Regions from separate parts of the Oryctolagus cuniculus genome. Here region 2 is linked to region 1. Evidence: chromatin contacts called from public Hi-C data. All regions are on one chromosome and are shown on one strand. Each heading gives the region's core, a stretch centred on a gene start, on an enhancer-like site or on the middle of the called end of the contact. The rest is flanking DNA. Distances are from core to core; before and after follow the strand shown.

Region 1 (3,706 bases), core at 336-2,835:
CCATGTAGGTGCAGGGGCCCAAGCACTTGAGCCTTCTTGTATGCTTTCCCAGGCCATAGCAGAGAGCCGGATCAAAAGTGGAGCAACCGGGACTTGAATCGGTGTCCATATGGGATGCCAGCACTGCAGGCGGCAGCTTTGCCTGCTACGCCACAGCGCTGGCCCCTATATGATCAATTTAAATTCAGTATACTTGCCAAAGAAATTCAATAAGGGAAAGGAAAATCTTTTCAACAAATAGTGTGGAACAACTAGATGTCCACGAAGGGAAAAGTGAATCTGGATCGCTACCTTACACCCTACACTAAAATTCATTATAGATAGACAATAAACCTAAATGTGAGAGCCAGCACCAACAAGCTTCTAGCAGTCTGCATACCAAAATATCTTTGGAATCTCAGAGTAGGAAAAAAATTACTTGGATAACAGAGAAAACTAACCAGAAAAGAAAACATTAATAAATTGGACCTTATAAAACTAAAAAGTTTTGCCTATCAAAGAACATTGTTGGGGCCGGCACTGTGGTATAGTAGGCTAGGCCTCCTCCTGTGGCACCAGCATCCCATATGGGTGTCGGTTCAAGTCCCAGCTGCTTCACTTCTGATCCAGCTCCATGTGCCTGGGAAAGCAGCAGAGGATGGCCCAAGTGCTTGGGCCCCTGCACCCAAGTGGGAGACCCAGAAGAAGCTCCTGGCTTCAGATAGGCCCAGTCCCAGCTGTTGCAGCAATTTGGGGAGTGAACCAATGAATGGAAGACTCTCTCTCTGTCTCTCCCTCTACCTGTCTGTAACTCTGCCTTTCAAATAACTAAATAAATATAATCTTTGAAAAAAGCAATGTGAAGAAAATTAATAAAGTTAATAGATAAGTAATAGAAAAATGTTATTTATATATACATGCACATACACATGCAGTTTTAAAAACTTCAGGGAAAATGCATATATTAAGAAAAATTATGCATGAATTTCAAATTTCTTGCAACAAAATAAATTTGTTTTAATTCTATTTTTCCATGAGCATTGTGAAGTAGATGAGGGTGTGTGTGTGTGTGTGTGTGTGTGTGACAAAAGATCTTCAGAACATTTCAAGAACTGTACAAGTCAATAATGCAATGATTACAAACCCAATTAGTGAATCAGCGAGCATCACTAAGATGCTGAGTGCAGAGTTCGTCTCATGCCTCCGGGGCTAAAACTAAGGAGCCCCATAAGAAAATCCGCTTGATCATCAAGAAGGTTCATTAGGGCTTTTGAAAGAAAATAGCCCCGTGAATTGAAAGTGCACTATGACTTAGTCCAATAATCTTCGGTACATTCTGTACAAAGGCTCTCCAAATAATTTGGGAAAGATGGACCGGATAATCCTCACACTTTGCATAGCAGACAGGTGAGGGAGCGAACAGTTCAGCCCAACCTCACACGGGGAGAAAAACCAAGGGGCAGCCTGCCGCTGGCGAAAGCTAACAGCAGAGCCAAGAACCCAGGGCCCTTGGCTGCTGGCAGCTGGACAAGTGCACACTGCGAGTGAGGCCAGGGCCGGCCCGTGTGATTCACTGGCCCCTCACACTCAGGGAAAGTCAGGGCTTGTAGCTTTGCTGGGGGCTCTCGCTGGGGAGGGTGGACTGCCCAGCCGCCTCTGGGAGGCTCCATGACTCACTTCCTGCTCAGGGGCTGCTGCACCAGCTTGCAGCCATGAGCCCGGGGCCTCTCCTCCTCCACCAAGCCCTTCCTTCCCTGGCCGCTCCCTGGCTTCCAGAGCTCCACCCACACCCTGCCGAGCGCATTCCTCACCTGGTCTCCACCACTGAGCAGTGCTGGACATCCCAGAGCGATGTAGAAGTCAGTTCTCAGCGGCCAAGCCCCCGTCTGAATCTCGGTGCTGACAAAGTCTCACCATCAGTCCTGGTCTCGGAGCCTTCATTTCTGCCAATACCCAGGCTTCTTCAGCTCTCCAAGCCGCAGCCATCACCTGGCACCACCGCGGCCGTGGCGTTCCCCCCACCTCTCCCTCCTCCAAGCTTTCTTTGTCCTCTGCTCTTGGGGTACTTAATGTGGGCCACTTATCAAAGGGGGTATTAATCCGACAGCACAGCCTCTGAGGAGGTGACATCCCAGGTGAGACTTGAATGACGAGAGGGACACAGCTGTGCGAAGATCTGAGCGGAAGGCACGAAGCAGTGTTCAAACAGTCCACGGGCAGGGCCAGCACTGGGGCACAGAGGGGTCCAGCCACTGCTTGTGACACCCACAACCCCATCAGAGCACGGGTTCCGATCCTGGCTAATGCGCCCCTGCAGCCCACATGGGAGACTCAACTGGAGTTCCCGGCTCCTGGCTTTGGCCTGGTCCAGACCTGGCTGTTTTGGACATTGAGAAGTGAACCAATGGATGGGGGAGAGTCTCTCTCTCTCTCTCTCTCTCTCTCTCTCTCTCTCTCTCTCTCCCCCTCCTTCCTTCCCTCTCTCTCCCACCCCTCTGTTGGTCCTTCTCTGTCATTCTGCCTTTAATAGACAGAAATACATAAATAGATCTCTTTTAAAAAAAACCGTCATTCTAACCTTAACAACTGTGGGCACACTGTGAGCCAGGTGTACACTTGCAGTTTACAAGAAAGCGTGTTCAGTCTTCAGTTAAGTTTTCAGATAAGGCTCAGCAAGGCGTAGGAACTTCCCACCAGCACATGCTTGGCCAGGGGTAGAACTAGAATTAAACCTGATCGGAGGGGCTGGCACCGTGGCACAGTAGGTTAATCAACTGCCTGTGGTGCTGGCATCCCATATGGGCACCGGTTCTAGTCCCAGCTGCTCCTCTTCCAGTCCAGCTCTCTGCTGTGGCCCAGGAAAGCAGTAGAAGATGGCCCAAGTCCTTGGGCCCCTGCACCCGCGTGGGAGACCCAGAGGAAGCTCCTGGCTCCTGGCTTCAGATCGGTGCAGCTCCAGCTGTTGTGGCTGATTGGGGAGTGAACCAGTGGATGAAAGACCTTTCTTTCTGTCTCTCCCTCTCCCCGTATGTAACTTTACCTCTCAAATAAATAAATAAAATTTAAAAATCTTAAAAAAAAAACACCTTGATCAGAGTCAACATCACAGGCCTGAGCCATGGGCATCCTGCCAGCAAGAGGCCAGGTGGCTCCCATTACTGCTCCCAGGAGCCTGGACAATCAATGGCTGTGTCTGAACTTCTCCCAGGGCGGCAGCTCGCTCCAAGGTTGGGACCTGTACGGGCAGGAGTGGCCGTCCCTTGCAGTGCCATCCTGTTCGTCAGAACAAAAGCTGATGCAGAAGGCAAAGCCAGGATTGGCAGAGCCAGGCCAAACCCTTTGTTTATGTCCCCCTTGGGGGGAAAAGGCGAGGAAAGTGCATTTTTCATGAACCAGTTGAGCGGGGCCTCTTTTTGACTTTATGCCCAAGGACACCACCCTTCTCTGGAAGCTTCTGTGGAGGTGGTTGTGAGCTGCTGGTGGCGGTGGTGGGGGTGGGGGTGCACTTTCCCACATGCATTCTGAAGTTGGCCCTGTCTGCCGGGTAGGTGTTCCTGGAGTGGAAGTCCAGGCTCCCCAGGGCCCAGCCCAGCACAACATGCCTGGGACCTCCATGTGGGCAGTTGCTGTAGTGGGCTGAATCATGATCCGCAAAAGGTATGGCCACCTAACCTTGGAACCTGTCGATGTGACCTTATTTGGAAAAACAAGATGTCTTTGCAGACAT
Region 2 (3,706 bases), core at 526-3,025, 180 kb before region 1:
TGTACATTATTAAAGTCATAAACTATGCATAGATTTCACAAATTTCTCACCTGTTTTCACCTGCAAGTGCTCGCTCCTCTCATCCCAAGGGCCTTCAGTGTGGGCAGCTGCAAGCCTGGCCCTGGAGTGGCCTGCAGGTGCCTGGCACTTGTGGGGTCACAGGAGTCCCCTGGGTCTGCCACCTCCCTCGGTGGTCTTGCAGGGTGCGTAGGCGTGGCCCTGGCGGGCACGGAACAGACTCTGCACAGAGCACCCACGTCACGGGCCCCCTGGCCCCCAGGATCCCCTCGGGAGCAGCCCTGCTTCCCTGTTTTTCCACAGTGCCCACCTGGCGATCGCCGGTTTCCTCAGCATGCCCTTCTGTTTTGGGGTGTCTTGAGAGCCCTCCCCACTGTGTGATAGCCACCTCCCAGTGTCCCTCCACCCACTGCGTGCACTAAACAAAGCAGATGTCCCCACAAGGAGCACACTGGAGATAGCCCCAGCACCCGCAGTACGCGCGGGGACATCAGAGAACTGCCCCTCCCGTACTGACTGTGCAGCAGGTGGAGGCCTCTGAGGCCAATTCACCCACCAGAGAGATGCCCGCCGTCCCTCAGGGAAGACTTGTGTTGTCTCCATGGGAGGGGGCCGGGAGGAGCCGGGAGCTGCCTGAAGGGGGTGTGGCTGTGGCGGCATGAAGCAGTGAGTGACAGGAGTGACACTTGTCATCTCACTCATGACACTCAGCAGGCAAGCGTCCTGCGCCTGCAGAGTCCACATGAGTGCTGCAGACATGCAATGCCAAGGGCTATTCAACCTAAGGACCTGGGGAGTCTGTTACGTTCAGGTGGGGAAATAGGAGAGGATCGCGGAAGTTTCACAGAAAACGGGATTGGGGCAAAGATTACAAATTCGCGTGCATCGAGGGACTTCAAGCAGTTTGTAAAAATGTGAATTATGAAAAACCATGCACGGATTTCTTCTCCAGGCTCCCTCGCCCGTCTGCTTCTCTCAGTCCTCTTGCCACACATCTCAACCAAAAAAGGGCGCCCGTGGGGCTTCTGCACCCCAACCTCTGTTAATGCCCTGCCTGGCCCCAGCAGGGAGTTGCGAGCCCATGCGGCTCACTCAACGGTTTCTGGAAGTTTCTCCCGGCACCAGCATGTGCACCCTCCCCCTCCCCTTGGGTGCCCAGGTCAGGTGCACCCCAGCCAGCCCCATTGCACGCTCGCTGTCCAGTGGAGCCACAGCTTCCCCTCTGCACCCGGGCTACCACGGTGGGTAGCTGGGGTCCCGGCGCGCTGCATACACGTGGGCACCGCATGACCCAAAAAGCACCCGAGGGAGCTGTGGCTTTCCTTAGTGGACTTAACTGCCTGTTGTTTTCCCAAGGCCATTTTACAACTTTGCCTTGTTGTTGTGTTTTAAGTGTCTAGGGCAAACGGGCTTAATTTGGTAAAACTTGACTGGTGGTGCCTGAGCAAGGCCCGGCTGTGACGATGGGATTGGAAGCCCAGGCAGTTCCCTGGGGCTCTCCCTGACGCAGACTGACGCCCTGTGCAGGCCGCTGGATAATGTGCCCCAAGTATTTCCTAGCCAAACTGGAAGGGCAAGTTGCTGCAGGCTGGAACAGCTCTGCCTGCGCGCCGAAGCCCAGGCAGCAATTTTTCAAGCCGCCTGCGCTGCCGCACTGTGGCCACTAGATGGCAGTGTGTCACCGCGGGACCCAGGAACAGCCTGAAGTCGCGTGGAGTCCTGGGCCCGGCTGCTTGGCAAAGCCGGCCCGCGGTGTAGGGCAGGGGCTGCTGGGCCCCCGTTCTCGCTTCCCTGCAGTGTAACCGTGATCGCATAGAGGGGGCCCACGGCTACCGGGGACCCCAGACACCTGCACGTCCGTGCTGTCCCACGGCCCGTGCTCTCGGGTCGGCTTGCCGATGAGGCCGCGAGCTCAGAAGGGACTCCAGGCCCAGAACCCTAGTCAGGAGCTTGGACACAGCTCGGTCCAGCTCCCTGGACGGAGCTTAAAGCTTATCACGCAGGCAACAAACAGGTCTTCCGGGATAGCCCCGGAATCCCTGCTTTTGTGTGTGGGAACGAAGGGTGCCTTGCCCGCCTGGACCTCCAGAGCCAGAAATGCCCCCTTTCTCAAGGGGGTTCGGCGTCAGGTTCTGAGAGCTACAACCTGCCCCGTCCACCTCATTCCGCTAGACACGTGCGGGGCAGCCAGTGCAAGCCTAAGGCGACAGTAGAGAGGGGGGGTTTGCAGCCTCTCTAGGGTCCCAGGTCCAAGCCAGGGTGGACAGAAGATGGGAGGTGGAGGGAGGATGGTGTTGGGGGAGGGGGACCCAAACTAGGTGTTAGGGGTTCCCCAACAGAGGCTCAAGTGCTTGGAATAAGACACCCCACCCTTCCCCGCCCAGTGACTGCAGGAAAATAAGGCTGGGCACTTCAGGCCATCAGCCGTAGGACAGAACAGGATCTGGAACTTTCCATGGGGGCACAGCCACATTGCCAGAATTCCCGAAACCACACCATACACACGGAAGGCAGAGACAGCATTTATTAGAATTTGTGGAAGCATGAGATAGCGCTTTTTTTTTTTTTCTTTTGACCATGGAAAGCATGGTGGGAAGTCGTGGATGTACAGTGTAGTCAGCAGAAAGGGGAGATGGAAGAGTTTCACATTTTTTTAAGGTGAGAGGCGACACCTGCACTTGCCCTTAAAAAATAAAATACAATACAGTAAAACCCAGAGGGGCCCAAGCAGCAACCAACCTGGTTTGCAGTTAGCATCAGAATCTAAATCTAGTATAATTATTTAAGAAACTCTAAGAAAAACTAGTAGAAAAATAGAACATCAAACAAGCAAAAATTATCATACAATTTACATAATAAAAATGCACAACTCTAATAATGGCTCCACATTCAGTAGAAGACAGTTTGCTGGAAACCACAGCGCTCCAGGTTTGATAATAAACCCACCCTCTTCAGCAGCACGACCCCCTGTGCCCCTAAAACCCAGTGAAGCCAAAAGGCACAACTTAAGCAGGAAATGTATCTTAAATATATATTACAACGTCTCCAAAGGGAAAATAAGTCCCAAACTTAAAAGTCTGTGATGGAGAAAACAGGAAATCAGAGATCTCAATAAATTAACAGAGTCCCAGTGTCCTCCTGGCCTGTTTCCTGTCCCTGCTGCACACACTCATACCCTGAGAAAATCCGCCCGGCCCAGGTCTCTGCAGCTCTGCCCGCTCACGGGGTGACCCAGGCCTGTGCCCTGAGACCCTTTGGCAGAGCCAGGGCCCTCTGGAGACAACACACCATGCCTCCAAGAAGCAGCAGGCACAGAAAGGCTGCAGATTCCAGAGAGGAACTCGAAAAGCAGTTGACACTGTTTTTTGGCCTTACAAAAGCCTTTAGGCATCGTAACCTCGCTGATGTGTGGAGGGTACTATCTTGCACTACCTGATCAGTTAAGTGTGTCGCTACTCGTTCCCTCCAACATGTCCACAGAAGTCTGACAAAACGCTTATGTCGCTCTTGCTGCGGGGAGGGAGGGGAGAACGTGTGATGCTCTTATGACCACAGCACACAGATGCCGTCTGAATGACGTGCAGCAACACAAACATGGCACGAACTCAGTGACAATTCCATGCACATAAGTCACACCCCGTCTCCCCAAAAATTCCCTCCTCCAGAAGCTCGGCAGCCCCCGGGAGTG

What was found. Hi-C and Micro-C count contacts between places; a contact is called where the count stands out from the background.
Region 2: a contact with region 1 is called in a Hi-C map of an unstated tissue, with 11 times the contacts expected there. The contact joins two enhancer-like sites. A contact is called at or near these places in 5 of 6 Hi-C or Micro-C datasets (ear pinna, embryonic fibroblasts, psoas muscle and 2 more).

Annotation. Positions count from the first base shown.
Region 1 is chr9:84,881,825-84,885,530 of mOryCun1.1, reverse strand. No RefSeq gene overlaps it. Among named protein-coding and RNA genes, the nearest start is that of SLC7A1, 95 kb to the left of the region's middle. Within about 2 kb of position 1,585, at least 1 of the 8 cell types and tissues checked has an H3K27ac peak or open chromatin away from gene starts, as enhancers often do.
Region 2 is chr9:85,064,385-85,068,090 of mOryCun1.1, reverse strand. SLC7A1 (solute carrier family 7 member 1) reads right to left here. Exons shown (of 13, transcript XM_070049065.1): 13 at 2,528-3,706. Among named protein-coding and RNA genes, the nearest start is that of SLC7A1, 88 kb to the right of the region's middle. Within about 2 kb of position 1,775, at least 1 of the 8 cell types and tissues checked has an H3K27ac peak or open chromatin away from gene starts, as enhancers often do.